Linked DNA regions of Drosophila melanogaster: region 2 is linked to region 1. Evidence: chromatin contacts called from public Hi-C data. All regions are on one chromosome and are shown on one strand. The core of a region is the stretch at or near the end of the contact, and the rest is flanking DNA. Distances in the headings are between cores, read along the strand shown.

Evidence for each region. A called contact is a pair of places that touch in the nucleus more often than the background predicts.
Region 2: a contact with region 1 is called in a Hi-C map of the Kc167 cell line, with 1.8 times the contacts expected there. The contact joins the enhancer-like site here to the promoter of wa-cup in region 1. A contact is called at or near these places in 9 of 107 Hi-C or Micro-C datasets (the Kc167 cell line, the ML-DmBG3-c2 cell line, the S2 cell line and 5 more).

What each region holds. Positions count from the first base shown.
Region 1 is chr3R:7,419,028-7,426,079 of dm6, forward strand. It overlaps wa-cup (walker cup), which reads left to right and starts at 1,738. Exons shown (of 8, transcript NM_141464.2): 1 at 1,738-2,119; 2 at 2,174-2,343; 3 at 2,406-2,549; 4 at 2,608-2,817; 5 at 2,891-3,067; 6 at 3,128-3,426; 7 at 3,485-3,630; 8 at 3,681-4,030. The coding sequence starts at 1,828. The coding sequence ends at 3,985. It also overlaps the pseudogene CR46300.
Region 2 is chr3R:7,563,665-7,570,248 of dm6, forward strand. No RefSeq gene overlaps it. Among named protein-coding and RNA genes, the nearest start is that of CG45545, 15 kb to the left of the region's middle. Within about 2 kb of position 3,772, at least 7 of the 39 cell types and tissues checked have an H3K27ac peak or open chromatin away from gene starts, as enhancers often do.

The DNA.
Region 1 (7,052 bases), core at 488-2,987:
AAGAGACCTGCCCGGAGTATACGTGCTCTTATGGAGGCTGCTACCCGGAAATCCAGGGTTGTGATGGTAAATTAGACTGTTTGGACGGAACAGACGAACACCCAATCCTTTGCAACAAAATTCATATTCAATTGAATTCTGACGAGAAGGATTCATCGCTTAAATGAACCTAAGTTTAACATTCATGAACGGCAATTATCACCACAGTTGACATATTTCAATTACTAAAGTGATTTCAGTTCAGCGGATACTGATATTTTTTTCTTGGTTTTTCTTGTTTTTCTCATTTTTATTGAAAATTTGGAATTTCAATCAACTTCGGAATGCCTGGATGTTAAAAACATTTGTGATGGCGTCAAGGACTGCCAGGATGTCAGCGATGAAGCCAATTGTCCAATTTCCCAGTGCCCCAGCGGTACATTCCGCTGTGCCTACGTAGGATGTTTAGCGAAAACTAAGGCATGCGATGGGGAAATTAATTGGTGGGAAAAGTCGGATGAGGTGTATGACATATGCGCACAAAAACTTGGAAAACTTGTGGCTGCAACTCTCACCGAAGCCCCAAATGGCACAAATCGCACCACACGAATGGTTTCAGTCAATGAAATAGATGCCCACCGCATATTTACTCGCCAGACTTCGAGCTTTTCAAGAAAATTCAGGAAACCTGAAACACCTTCAGGTAAAAACACTGTTTAATGTCCTGCCCTACAAGGTGGGTGCAGAAATAGCGGACTGTACTGTTGTGCGATTGAGTTGCTCTGACAACACACAGCTGTACGGTAGTGATCTTAATCTCTGCCTCAACCGAAAGTGGCAAGGGTCCTGGTCGGACTGCAAGTCGCAGTGCCACAGAAAGATTTGCACCCGGGATCCCTCAATTCGATCTGCTTGTCATTACAATCGAGATACTGCCGATTGCACACACAAATCGAGCAAGTTGTTTACTGGAACCTTGGCCAACATGACCTTCGCTCCAGGTTACAAGCCAAAGGAAAAGACTTCATGGCAAACTCGAACCTGCGTTGAACATCCGAATCACCAGTTTGGGTTCTTGAAAAGAAACAAAATCGCCGCCACTGCGTTCCCGAATGTGGCATTATAGTGTCTGAAATAAAGAAGATTCCTTGGACTGTGAGTCTATTCACAAATGCCTTGACCATGTCTAATTTCTCGTTCAGATGCGTGAGCAAAATAATCAGTGCTTACTCTGTTCTTGTCGAGAAACAATGCATTTACCATGCGTACCATCTACGTGATGCTATATGCCATTGTTATCGGAGAGCACTTGGTAGCTTTCAATAACTATGATGAGAGTTCTTATAAGGTATACCGTGTAGAAAGTATATATAAAGGGTAAGCTGGAAAGTACTCATTTCTTATATATTTTTCTACGCCTAATATTTATTTATTTATTTTTATAGCTCACAAAATGCCCTTGTCAGCATTGGTGATCCCTTTATATTTTCTCCCTTGGTGCGTCCGATTTGCTTGCCTCCTATTCCCGAGTGGTATGCCCTGTCCTCGAACTCAACTGCCTACACGACCTCAAATGGCATTAAAACCAACTATCTGATTAATATTGAAGATGACATACGCGCGAAAATAAAACTCATACACGATCACAAAAGCCAAAAAGCAAATGAAAGTAGCCATAATTCTCAAGCTTAAATAAACATTTAAGATTTCGCCTTAGCTTGATCCTTCAAAATGTCAGATAAACAGAAATTGGTCCACATAAAGCACACCTCTTTTTTATACTTGTTGTTTTTACTTTTTTTTTTCTTTGATTGGGACCCGAAGCCCATAAATAATTGAGATATCGCAATGCCCAGCCAAATGAGCTTATCGGAAGGTCTCCAGGCACCAATTGCTGGAGTGCAGCCTCATCTGCAGCCATGGGAGGCACATGCGTGGTCCCCGGATCGTCTGGGCTCTATGTACTCCGACTGGGCCATGTTCTTTTTCACCCAACAGCGGTACGCAAACGGACTTAGGTATTTCAACAGCGCTCTGGATCTGAATCCGTTCAATGAAAGAGCTCTGATGCGGCGTAGTCAGCTGAAAAGATCGATGGGCCTAGCCTCCGAGGCTCTGAAGGATTGCTCCCGAGCAGAGGGTTAGTCGAACATTTTGAAATGGGAACGTTTTAACCTTGCGTCTTTGTATTTAGATCTGTTGATGAGCCGAAAGCCACCAGTAACCAATCCCAATGTCAGTCTGGAAGTCTGCGATGCTCTGTACGAGTCCAATCGCTTGGAAGATTCCAAAATAAATCTGCATTGTCATTTAAAGCGATTTAGCTCCGGCCAAAGAGGTCCTGTTCTCGACCGTCTCAATGTGGTAACACAACTTTGCACCTCTTCAAAGCATCAAAAAGTTGCATATATTGCCAACCTTTTCAGTTAAATGAGAACTTTCATGACACATTATCAGATGATACCACCATGTCTGTGCAGCGCCTGATCAATCGCATGATGGCTAGTTTGGCTAAGGAGCCCAAGGATATTAAGGATACTTGCGACGTGGTTAGCATAATGGAAAACGAGGTAACTTTTAGCTTAACATATTCTTTCTTGAATGTCTAAAAACAATTGCGAACTTAAGGAAACCCATTTGTCCCCACTGGAAATGGCTAGGCGAAAAAGGCATTTTAAGATATACAACCAGACGTATCTGAACAAATGCTGGGTGGATGTGGCCTTTCTGAAGACACTGCGAGATGATCCTAATGTGCTGCCCAAGCATTGCAAAAAGTCATCCGAGTATTTGGGCAAACTGATGGCTAGCAATTATAAAGCGGAACGCACTCTTACGGTTGGATCATGTCATTTTAATAGACCCTGTAACAGTGACCCTGTAACAGTGAATTACTTCTGGTAATTTTCAGAAAACGCTGCATACCCGAAGTCCCATGTACGCCTTACATCAACAGAAATATCCCAACGAGGCATTTTATAATAAGCACCGGGAGGAAAACCTATATCGCATTCAGTACCAGACGAGGCGGAATATGTTCAAGATTCTGCGCAGCATTCGATTGCTAATTCGAGTTGGAGAACTCAATGTGAGGCTTAAAATTTTACAAGTTTATATTTAATTATGTTATGATTTAATTAACTTCTAGAAACTAACCACATTTATTGAGGAAGTCATGGGCGACTATGTCACCATCAAGACGAATCGCGTAATGCCGTGGAAATTTGAATTCACTAATGAGGTCTACAACTACTTGGGTTTAGCTCGCATTAATGAATACAAAATTCCCAGCAATATGACTGTCTTGCAGGGCAAACAACGTCTGCTAACACTTTTTAGACTTCCCCTCAGTAATAGTCTGGACATGAAAAAATCAAAGACAAAACGAACGAGTGCTCTGAATATAACCAGATCGGCTACCACCGATCCCAAAGCGGAGCATTTTAAGTATGATTTTATTTGATAATATGTAATATCCTTGATCCAAAGTTTTTTTTTATTTTAGGAAACAAGTCGTCCGACTGGAAAATCGTATGCGGTTTGCCGAGTATCACATTGAACGGGCCTATCTACTGCACGAATTGGCCCAAGAGCATCTGAATTGTAACTCATTTGATGGGGCCTGCTCCATGGCACGAATGGCCCTGGAGGGTAAGTCAAAGACAAACGACGGCCACAAAATATAAAAATTTATTCCACAGAGGCCATCAAATGCAAGAGTGTTATATGGAGCTTTCTGAGTCTCATGGTTATATGCAAGGCCCACGCGATTCTCGGCAAGATCGAACGGGAAAAGGAGATTCTGGCCGAAGCCTTCGAGCTGGCCAAGAAAATGAAGAACCTTGACCTGTGCTTATTCATAGATATATGCATTAAAGTTAATGCGGAGGAGATGGAAATGAAGCGCATGGTTACCACAGATTTGACTGCTAAGAGACAAAAGTTTGGCTCAAAAATGTTCCAAAGCAACGATCAGGTGAATGAGGATCGCAACCAAATTACCTAGAAAAATGGGACCAATGTTTCGAAAAAATACAACTATTTTAAAGGTATATTAATCGGGTTTTTTTTTTTTTGCTTTCAGGTAAGACTTGTATAAGACTGCATAGCCAAACTACTTGCTTAAATTCATAAATAAGTTAAGAAGGCAAGGCAGTGGTAATCTTCGTAGAAATTCCGCCTGCAAAGGGCGATAACTTTAAAGTGCGACTTACCCCGTGTATTTCCGGCCAGCCAAAAGTTTATCTCAATGAAAAACCCCAAGCACATTAACGGCTGTCGGTGTTGGGCATTCAATCACTGCAAAGTGCAGCTGCAACTTGCTCTTACATATAAATAGTTTATGTTTCTTTTCGCTTCTTGTTGCCACTGGTCGGAGGCGGCAACCTTTTCAGTGTAAACTTTGCACACTTTTGGATTTGGGGAGCGCCGGATCTAAGCCAGACTCCCCCGAAAAACTCAATCCCCACGCAGCGGATTTTCCTCAGCTGCCGTCGGTTTCCACCTGGTGGCAGGAAGTTCCGTGCAACATCGCACAAAAGACGCAAATAAATGAAGCCATTTGTTGTGTTGTTAGCTGATTTTCGATGCAAAGGATGGCCAGAGGTGGCAAACTTTCGCACCACCTGCCCGGCGAAACTGTTGGCAATTCCCATTAGTCGCTTGTCATTTAAATTTTTTCGACTTGATCGTAACCTCGAGTATATGGAGAGAATTTTTAACACCCGACATCGCACTACGTTTCTTTGACTTTTTGCGGGTGTGGTTCAGGGCAAACGATGTTCATGCTACGGAAGTGGCTCATTTGGCAGCGGAAATAAGCTTTCGTCCTTTGGTCAATTGTAAAATTAACAACATACCTTGTCATTTGCACTTCTGATTTTATATTTAATTAATTTGGTGAAATTAACGCTTTGTTGAGATATTCCATGTACCCGAAGCTTAGAAATGCAGAGCTGTAAATTTGGGTGTTCTTCATTAGAGAGCGATGAGTATTCTTAAAAAATTAACAAACAAGTTACAAAGCTATAGCTATTGCCAATGCTTGTTAGCCTCCTTTAAGATTTAAGTCTGTCACTTGCAGAAGGATGTACCTTTTGTCTGTAGGCATAGACTTGCCATCCTGCCTAGGGCTTGATTTAACTACTTTAAAGCCGGCTTCCAGCAACCACAAAATGCAGCTGCATCGGGGAATGTCTTCCTTGGTCACTGCATTGTGCTTTGTGTGTTTTATGATGCAAAATTACACAAAGCCAAATAAGAACAAAGAATGCGAAAAGCGGCCAACAAAGAAAAGCAAAGCAAAATAAAACAAAACAGCCCGACAGCAGCCAACTAAAACTGCAACTCAACTTTGTAGACACACCGGAGGCTGCTGCAGTTGCTCCTGCTGCAAATGTTGCTGCTGTTCCTGTTGCTGCTGCTGCTGCTGTTGCTGTAATTGCTGCCGAGACATGCCATAAAAAGGCAAAAGAAATTGCTAGCAAGCAATTAAAAGCGCAGCAAGGCAAATAAATGGCCACGCCCAACGATCGACGCCCACTTTTCCGTAATGGACTTAAGCTAAACGGAGTCGTCGCTTCGGTTTTTTATGTAGTTACCAACTTGACGTACTAGCTGACTAATTAGTCATAAAATTACACGACCCAGGACGAACGGGCCGCACAAAAGCCGGGCAAACACCCAAGGAGAAGGGGATCCCAGCTCTGCTCCTGCCTCCCAAGTGTCCTGGCAGCCAATTCAAAGTGCACTGGGCGCCCGGAAACAGTTGGCGCTGACGGAAATGCGTGCCCACCCCACACATACACACACACATACGCGAGCACACTCGCATCCAATAACACCCATACACTTGTGGTGCAATCAATAGCTAGCATTATAAGCAGGACCTTTAAAACCAAAAATTGTAGTGCTGCGTAAATTTTCTTTCTTATGATAAATTTTTCTAACTTATATTTTTTTACTTAAGTCACCTTCGGCTAAAGCTTAACTGAAATGGAACTGCTAATCCCTTGAACTCCTCTGTACTTGCGAATCGGAGGGAACTGGGACCTAAGGCTTGGGGCGTTAGGTCTGCCACTAATTGCTGATTTCCCGTGCCGCTGGCAGTGGAAACGGACTCGAAAACTAGCGATGGACACGTGAACGGAATGGCGAGCGAAGCTCAATTGCGATGGCTCACTGGGGCGGAGGGAAAGTCGAGAATGGAAAGTGGAAAATGGAAAAGGCCCCACTCTCACACAATCACAGACATAGGATCAGGCGCAGGGAAACCAAAGCGAGGCCGCACATTTGCCACATCACTTATTAGCTTTATTGCTTTTAACAATTTCAACTTCCACTTCCTGCAACGGCAGGCAACTAAAACGTGTGCTGATTAGTGCCACACAGCACCACTACACACACACACACACACGTATCCTTGTCTGCTAGAGGCAGCGCCATAAATTCCTAAGCTGCAGGCAAAACTGCAGCCAAAGTCAAAGGCAACCTAGCGGAGTGGGAGTTCGGAGCTACACTGAAACTGATTTTCCCATTAAAATGTATTTGTACTAACCACTAACCACTGTTATAACTAAATGTTTTTGGTAAGGATATGTTTTTAAGGATATTAAGAAATCAGTGACTTAACCAAGAAAGTAATAGTCAATTGGAAATGGATATAAGTGGCTACTTCGCTTAGTGTAGCAATTCATTGGAGTGCGAAAGATACATATATTCAAAAGAACTGGCCTATTTCGCGTGCAATTTTTCTCGGTGTGGGAGTTGCGACTCGTGGGGGGCAGACACATGCAACATTTAACATTGCAGACAATTTATAAGGACATTCATGGCACACGGCGGTGGCGATGGCGATGCGAGGAGGCCAGGCCCATAACTTGGCACTCGGCACAATGCGAACAGCTCGTCCTGCCCTCATCCGGCCCGAGCATGTGTCCTGTTTTAGTTTTCTCCTTTTCCCCGTGCCCATCGCGTCCCCACACCCTCTCGTCTTTTCCCGCTCGCATTGTATTTGAAATTCAACATTTAAGCCACTTATGGCCAACTTGAACTGGCATTTCAAAGGCTGCATC
Region 2 (6,584 bases), core at 2,522-5,021, 150 kb after region 1:
TATTAAAACATAAGAAACTTATTTAGCCCGTTTTTGAAATATTAATATAATGTAATTTGTAATAGGAGAAATTTAATGTGCAATATATCTATTACTTAAAATAGTTTTTTATGAAAGCCAAATACTGTGGCATTTCTATTTGAAAACGAAGCTGACACACGAAGGCCAAAAAGCTTTAACGAAAAGTCAATTTTAAAGGGTGAAACACTTTCTTTGACTGGATTTTATTTGTCACCCAACTGGAATCCATTTAGTAGCATCAGATTAAATGTGAATTCAATGTCCATCGGGAAGTGTCAAATCCCTTTGTAGCAACTCCTGGCCACGTGCTAATAGCAACAGCTGCTGCCAAGGACCTCCTGCAGTTCAAGTGACTGGACATTCTAGTGTCCTTGGGTGCTGTTTTCTTAAGGCTCTCAGCTCTGCAACTTTGAATGCGGATTGCATCTGCATGGTGTTGCTCATACGCCATGTGGTACAGCCACCTCGAAGTCGGTAGACGGAGGTTTATTTCCTTTTCGAAGCTTAAGTCTGAGGTTGTTAGTGAAATAACCAAATAAAGTTTTACAATCCCCTTTAAACTTCTTACTTTTTTATTGTCACCTTAAGACCATCAAAAGGTGCTCTTGGAAAAATGTTGGGTACCTTAAATTACATTTTATTTTATAGGAATTATTTGAAAAATTACTTCATGAAGATTCAATAAATAGCTTTAAGTTGCCTTTCCACTATTTATACATTTCACATTCACATTAATTGTAAATTAGTAATCAAGGAATTTAAATTTCCGCTCTTCTTTGATTTTAATATTCTACAATACAAAGAGCAGGCAAATGTATGAAAAAGTTGTTTGATTTTTCAATTAACTTGCAATGACTTTGACTTTCTTTGATTGAACACTTTACGCGTCGTTGAGAATCCTGATTTGTATTGCAGGGAACAAATGCCTTTGAAGGACATACATTATTTTCTTATAAGTATAGAAGGGTAGATATATGTATTAGTTCTAATTGTATTAGATTGATACAAAAAGCTGGCTAAGTTATCGTTATTTAGCTTATTGCCTGTTTTAATTATTAAACTAAAATAATTTTCTTTCTTAAAAATGTAACTGCTGCGAAAGGAGTTTGTAAATGAATAGCCTGAATATTATCTTTGAAGCTATATTACAAACGTTATTCAAAATACAAACATTGAAAGCGTAAAGAATTAGCCCAAATTTAAATAGATTAAAAATATGTTAATAACCCATTTTGAAATACTTACCAGACGCTCTCTTCGCGTTTTTCTCTGTGTGAGATGACTTGCTCACCGTTGCCGTTGCCATTAATTACCAAACTCATCCAAAGTAATTCTATGGGAAAATTAGTTTAAGCGGGCGTGGCAGCCGCCTTCGGATGATTCAGAGCTGTCAGAGTGTGGATTGCTGTTGGTGGCGCTGCCACTGCAATTATGATGCAATTACTGCGGTGGGTGGTGGGGCCGAGGGTGTAGGCCGACATCGTTTTTCTATTGGCTCTCGGAGGGATAACTACATAAAACTGTTACCTAAGCAACCTGCTGCACAAAGTTATGCCCTCCGCCTCCGAACAGGAAGGCAATTTAGCGGTGGCAAAGCGTTTCAGCCTCTCGCTCCCACTCCCATCTTCCAGCACACTACCTCTCGTTTTGGCCCTTTGTCTTCTTTACGCGTCGTCAGTGGCTGTGTAATATTTTGCTTTCTTTTCCAGCCAGCCAGCCAGCCAGCCAGCCAGCCGACTGCTCTTTTTGTGGGCCCGCTGCATGGAGGAAAAGCTCATAAAACTTTTTCAATTTCACTTTAATTTCGCCGGCATTCTTCGCTGTCTTCATCACCATCTTTTCGACGGCGCTTTTCTAGCAACAAAGGCATTTGGCGAATAGGCCTCTTCTTTAGTTGTGTAAAAATTCAATTATATGCATTACCTTTCTTAGCCCAGCCACACATACAAACGAAATAACACTCGACAAATTTAAAATGCCTAGCCTGTGTAAAAAACTGTTACTAATCGTCCAAACTATTTAGTCCATAGTAGTTTTAGGTCAAGCGCTTATTAATGTTTTAATAGCAGATTTTAATAGCAAATGTGTGTTTGTATAATTTACTTACATATTTAGATTTCTGGATATTTTAAGTGTACGCTTTATGGTCATGCAGAAGGTTGGATGAATTCGTTTCTCGCCTTCGCCGTCTAATGACAATCAAATTAGCGCCATTTTCCTTGGCGCCAAAAACTTTTTCCATTAAACGTGCAATTTTTTCTTTGTATACATTTTTTTTTTAACTTGCCTCAATAAATTGATTGAGCAAAGTTACGCTGCGTTTGGCTAAAAGCAATTTTTGTGCTGTATTGTCGTCAAGCTTGAAGCGATTGCCAACTTGGACTGCACTTGGTCAGATAAACTTATCCATTGCCGCCGCATTCCCAGTATTAATCAAAATGTTTACCTCTAATTGAAGTTTCTTGTTACCGGTTTAATTTCGTGTTCATAATCTTATGCAGAACACACGATTAAGTTTAGAACAGTTTGCACACAGAGGGCGGAGATGGGTGTGGTTAAATGTGGGATCTACCTATCCTAAGCCTTGTTTTGCCTATACACTTTCCCTCGAATCGTTTTGTTATCGAGTCAGTTTGATTAAAATGCCTTTTATTATATTTTTAGGTTAGATTTAATGAATTTACTTGCTTAAAAATAAAACGAGCATATTAATTAGATTTTTTTTACATATTACCAAGGAAAGTGTAACTGCCTCTATAGGTATGAAACGCACTGTAGATATACGGATGGGTGCAGAGCGTGTGCTTGTTAATAATTAGGAGCTTTATGGACCTCCGAATTCGATTAGTCCTAGCAGCATGCTAGGCCATACATAAAGCTCCTTAGTCAATGACCCATTCTAATTTATTCACAAAAGATCTTTGTCCGCCGAGCAGATATTTGCATTCGATAATTTATAATTTTTCAATCTTAACCAATTTCATGCCATGGTCGTGACTCAACTTGCTAATATTTCCCAGCTTCCCATTCCTTTACCCCCTTCCAGTCATTCATAGCTTAGTATAGAGTGAAAAGTAAAGGGGAGCCCGATTTCTGAAGAAAGGTGAACAGTTGGCAGTGTCATCGCATCATAAACATGAATAATTGCGATGCTTAACGGGCGTTGAGAGCCAGGAGACCTCAGATGGAAGATGAGTTTCCCTTTCCACCTTATTTGGTATGTGCCTTGCGTTTGTTATAATACCTCCAAGGCGAAGAAATAAAGAAGAACTAGCACCTATTAGTTTAGTATGAATTGAAATAACGTAAATAATGATATGAGATGGGCAACAAATACGAAAAGTGTATGTAAAATGTAACCATATTTTTATATTTTTTACTAAATAATATTTTTTAATGACTTAAGTTTTGATTTCAATAATTGTTGATAAATTACTGGTTTTTTTTTAAGCATACGGTTTTTCTGTGCTAGGTATCCTGTGTTCGAATCGTTGGCCGATCTATTTGATTTGGTTCTGTGTGCGTTCGTGCGCAAGTTCCAAGTTGCCACAACTAAAGGAAAGGGGATTGGATGTTGGGGCATACATGAAAAGTAGCTTAACATTAGACAGGACGACATACGACACTTGTCGGGCAGTTGGTGCCCTCCGATTCTCCTCCTCCCTGCTTGGGAAGGAGCTATCATTGACAGCCATCGAGTGTGACCCTCGATGGGACGGATGAGCAGGGTGGATACTGAGGTGGATCGGGTGGGATGGTGATGTAGATAGATAGATAGAAGAGGGCTGACCTAGTCTTCATTTTGTACTCTCCGTGTTTCAGGGTGCGCTGCATCGGATGTAAGTTCCTTCGGAACTCCTCCTCTTCCCCCTTTGGTGCATTTGTGATTCGATTTGATTTGGCTGAATGGATAGATTATGGTTTTCATATATGTGCAAAATTTGGGTTGGTTGGGGATTGTATTGCATAAGGAGGATCGAAAATATACCAGGGCCATTATTACCATCCTTAGTGTGCAATGCATTTCAGATTTGACGACTCTATTAAAGATGAGAGTAGATGAGAGTTTCCAGTCTCAAAACCAACATCTAGTCTATCTAATTAGATTTTGACGAAGCAATACCCCAAGTCAATTGCGTAAATCTGACTAATAAGCGGTTTTGACGGATTTAAGGTCTACATGAAATGTTATTCATAGCTGTTGCCAATTGGATTTGAGTTTATCTGGCTGCTGAATAAGAGTGCAAACTTTTTACTCAACAATGAGAAAAAGACAATGGACAAACTTTGTTATTTCTGGTTTTTCTGCCACGGGAATTGTAACGAAACCATACCAAACGCGGAAAGCAAAAAGAAAGATATTGGTCAAGCAACTAATAAAACTTTCTGTGGCATTCAAAAAGCGTATAGCACTGAATTCTGTTTTCACCTGAAAAAAAAAACGGGTGTAGCATGCAAAAGCTGCAAAAACACACTATATAAATATTTTAAAAGTTTAAAAATGCAACTATGGCACTGGGGCAAAAAGAACAAATATAAATGGCAAAGTAAACTGAAAAATAATACAAACTAATTGCCGGCCAAATAAAGTTTACCCAACGAAAAACTGCTATAATGCGTATAGCATTTTTTGCTCACCCACTTTTCTTCGATTTCGTTTAAACTTTTCCAACGGCTTCTGGAAAAAACATTAACGAACTTTCCGCAAATTGTGCGATTTTTTTTTTGTATGTCGACCAATTTTTAGTTCAGAAATCCCGAACTCAATTTTGGTTGGGATTAACGTTGAAGTGCTATAAAACTGGGAATAGTCAAACTTCCGAAAGTCCTACCACGGATTTGGCCAATCTGAAGATCAGAAAGGTAGTCTGGAAAAAGCGAAGTATAATTTGAAGATAAGCTCGCGACTCGAATGCTCTATCAACGCAATTCAATGCGGACTTTTGCGACCTAAAATGTGCCTGAAATGCGGTAGATTATATATTTAGCATATTTATTTATTTATCATACACTGCAGCGCAAATTATATAAATCTAGTATATATATATACAGCTTAATAGCCATCTATCGAATTCAGAAAGTATTCTTTAAGTCCATCAAACAGAGAATTTAGCTTTCGTTCTTAGTTTATGTTGTACTTAGCATTACGAGTATAATAGAAGTGGGCTAATTGAAATGGGGTATTTATAACACATTTAAAAAAGGATTAAAAGCAACCCGTTGGCTTGTTCTTACACCAAGTGTAGGACTTTAAATTATATCATAAGAAAATAATTAGATTTATACTTAAGACATCAACTCAAAGTGCTCTATAGTTTCCGTGAAAATCTGGATCACCTTAAATTAAGTTGTTTGCTACCCCTTTGGAAATACTTTTATTAGCGTATAAGGCAATTTCCAGCAGATTTCGCAACATAAATTATCAACTTGTCGGGACTTCGGGCAACGGCAGGACGGATGTTCAGCTCGCCAGCCATTTGCTTTTGGCCTCACGCCCATCAAAGGGTCGAAGGACCTCCGCCCCTGCTGCCACGCCCCTGGCTCGTGACCTTTTTGGCAGCATTAAAAGTGATAATTTTCACACACACACACACACACAGAGGCAAACACGATGAAGGGGGCCACTTGGAAGACTTTTATTATTTAATTTTGCCGGGCTGTGCTAATAAATTAAACACAGCTTGACTAACGCCCACCATCTTGGTTCCTGATTTTAAGTGAAACGGACAAAGAACAACACGTACGACCAATGTATGCAAACAGTATCTCAAAAGCTGAATTACCAAAATGAAACTTTTTCCAAGGGGATTAAATGCCATGACTCGCCTTTTTGCCCCATTGCTTTGCGACTTTCAATTGGATTTTGTCATGGGTAATAAAAATCAGACGAATCAGCCCAAAAAAAGCGGAGAAGGTGATTCAATTATAACGTTAAGCATATATGGGATCCGAGAGCAGGGGAAGAATGCGGTTTTTCTTTCTATTTTGTGAATTAAAGACACAGATGGAGTAATGGCGAACTCACTTACGCCCGCCAAATTTACATAATAAATCTATTTTCAATGGATTCTACGTTCTTATCCATCTCTTTTTCGTTAAGGAAACTTATCTCCATCGAGCGCTGCCTTTGCGCATTCTATTTTGCTATCAATAGAACCATTATTGTACTTCAGTCTGCAACCCACCCAACTATCTCCCCGCAAGTCTGTATTTTTCCTTTATCCTTGGGGCTGCAGCTCTGCGAATATTTGGTTAAGAACTGTGGATGTGTGCACCCAGTACGAGTATCTGTGTGAGCGCCAGAGCCATATTTGTTACGCATAAAGATGTACGAACTATCTGTATCTCAATAAGCGAGTGTTGGCGCTCACATGCCTCCATTACTTAACACATTCGTTTGACTTGGCAATTTAAATGATTTTCAATGGGATCCTTTTAAAAAGTAAAACTACTTCAAAATTGAAATGCATTTTATCGAGTGCCCATGTTGGTATTATATCTTAGAGCACTGGACCCTTTCGAATAATTCTTACCTGTTTTGCTACGATTCGTATTAAAACACG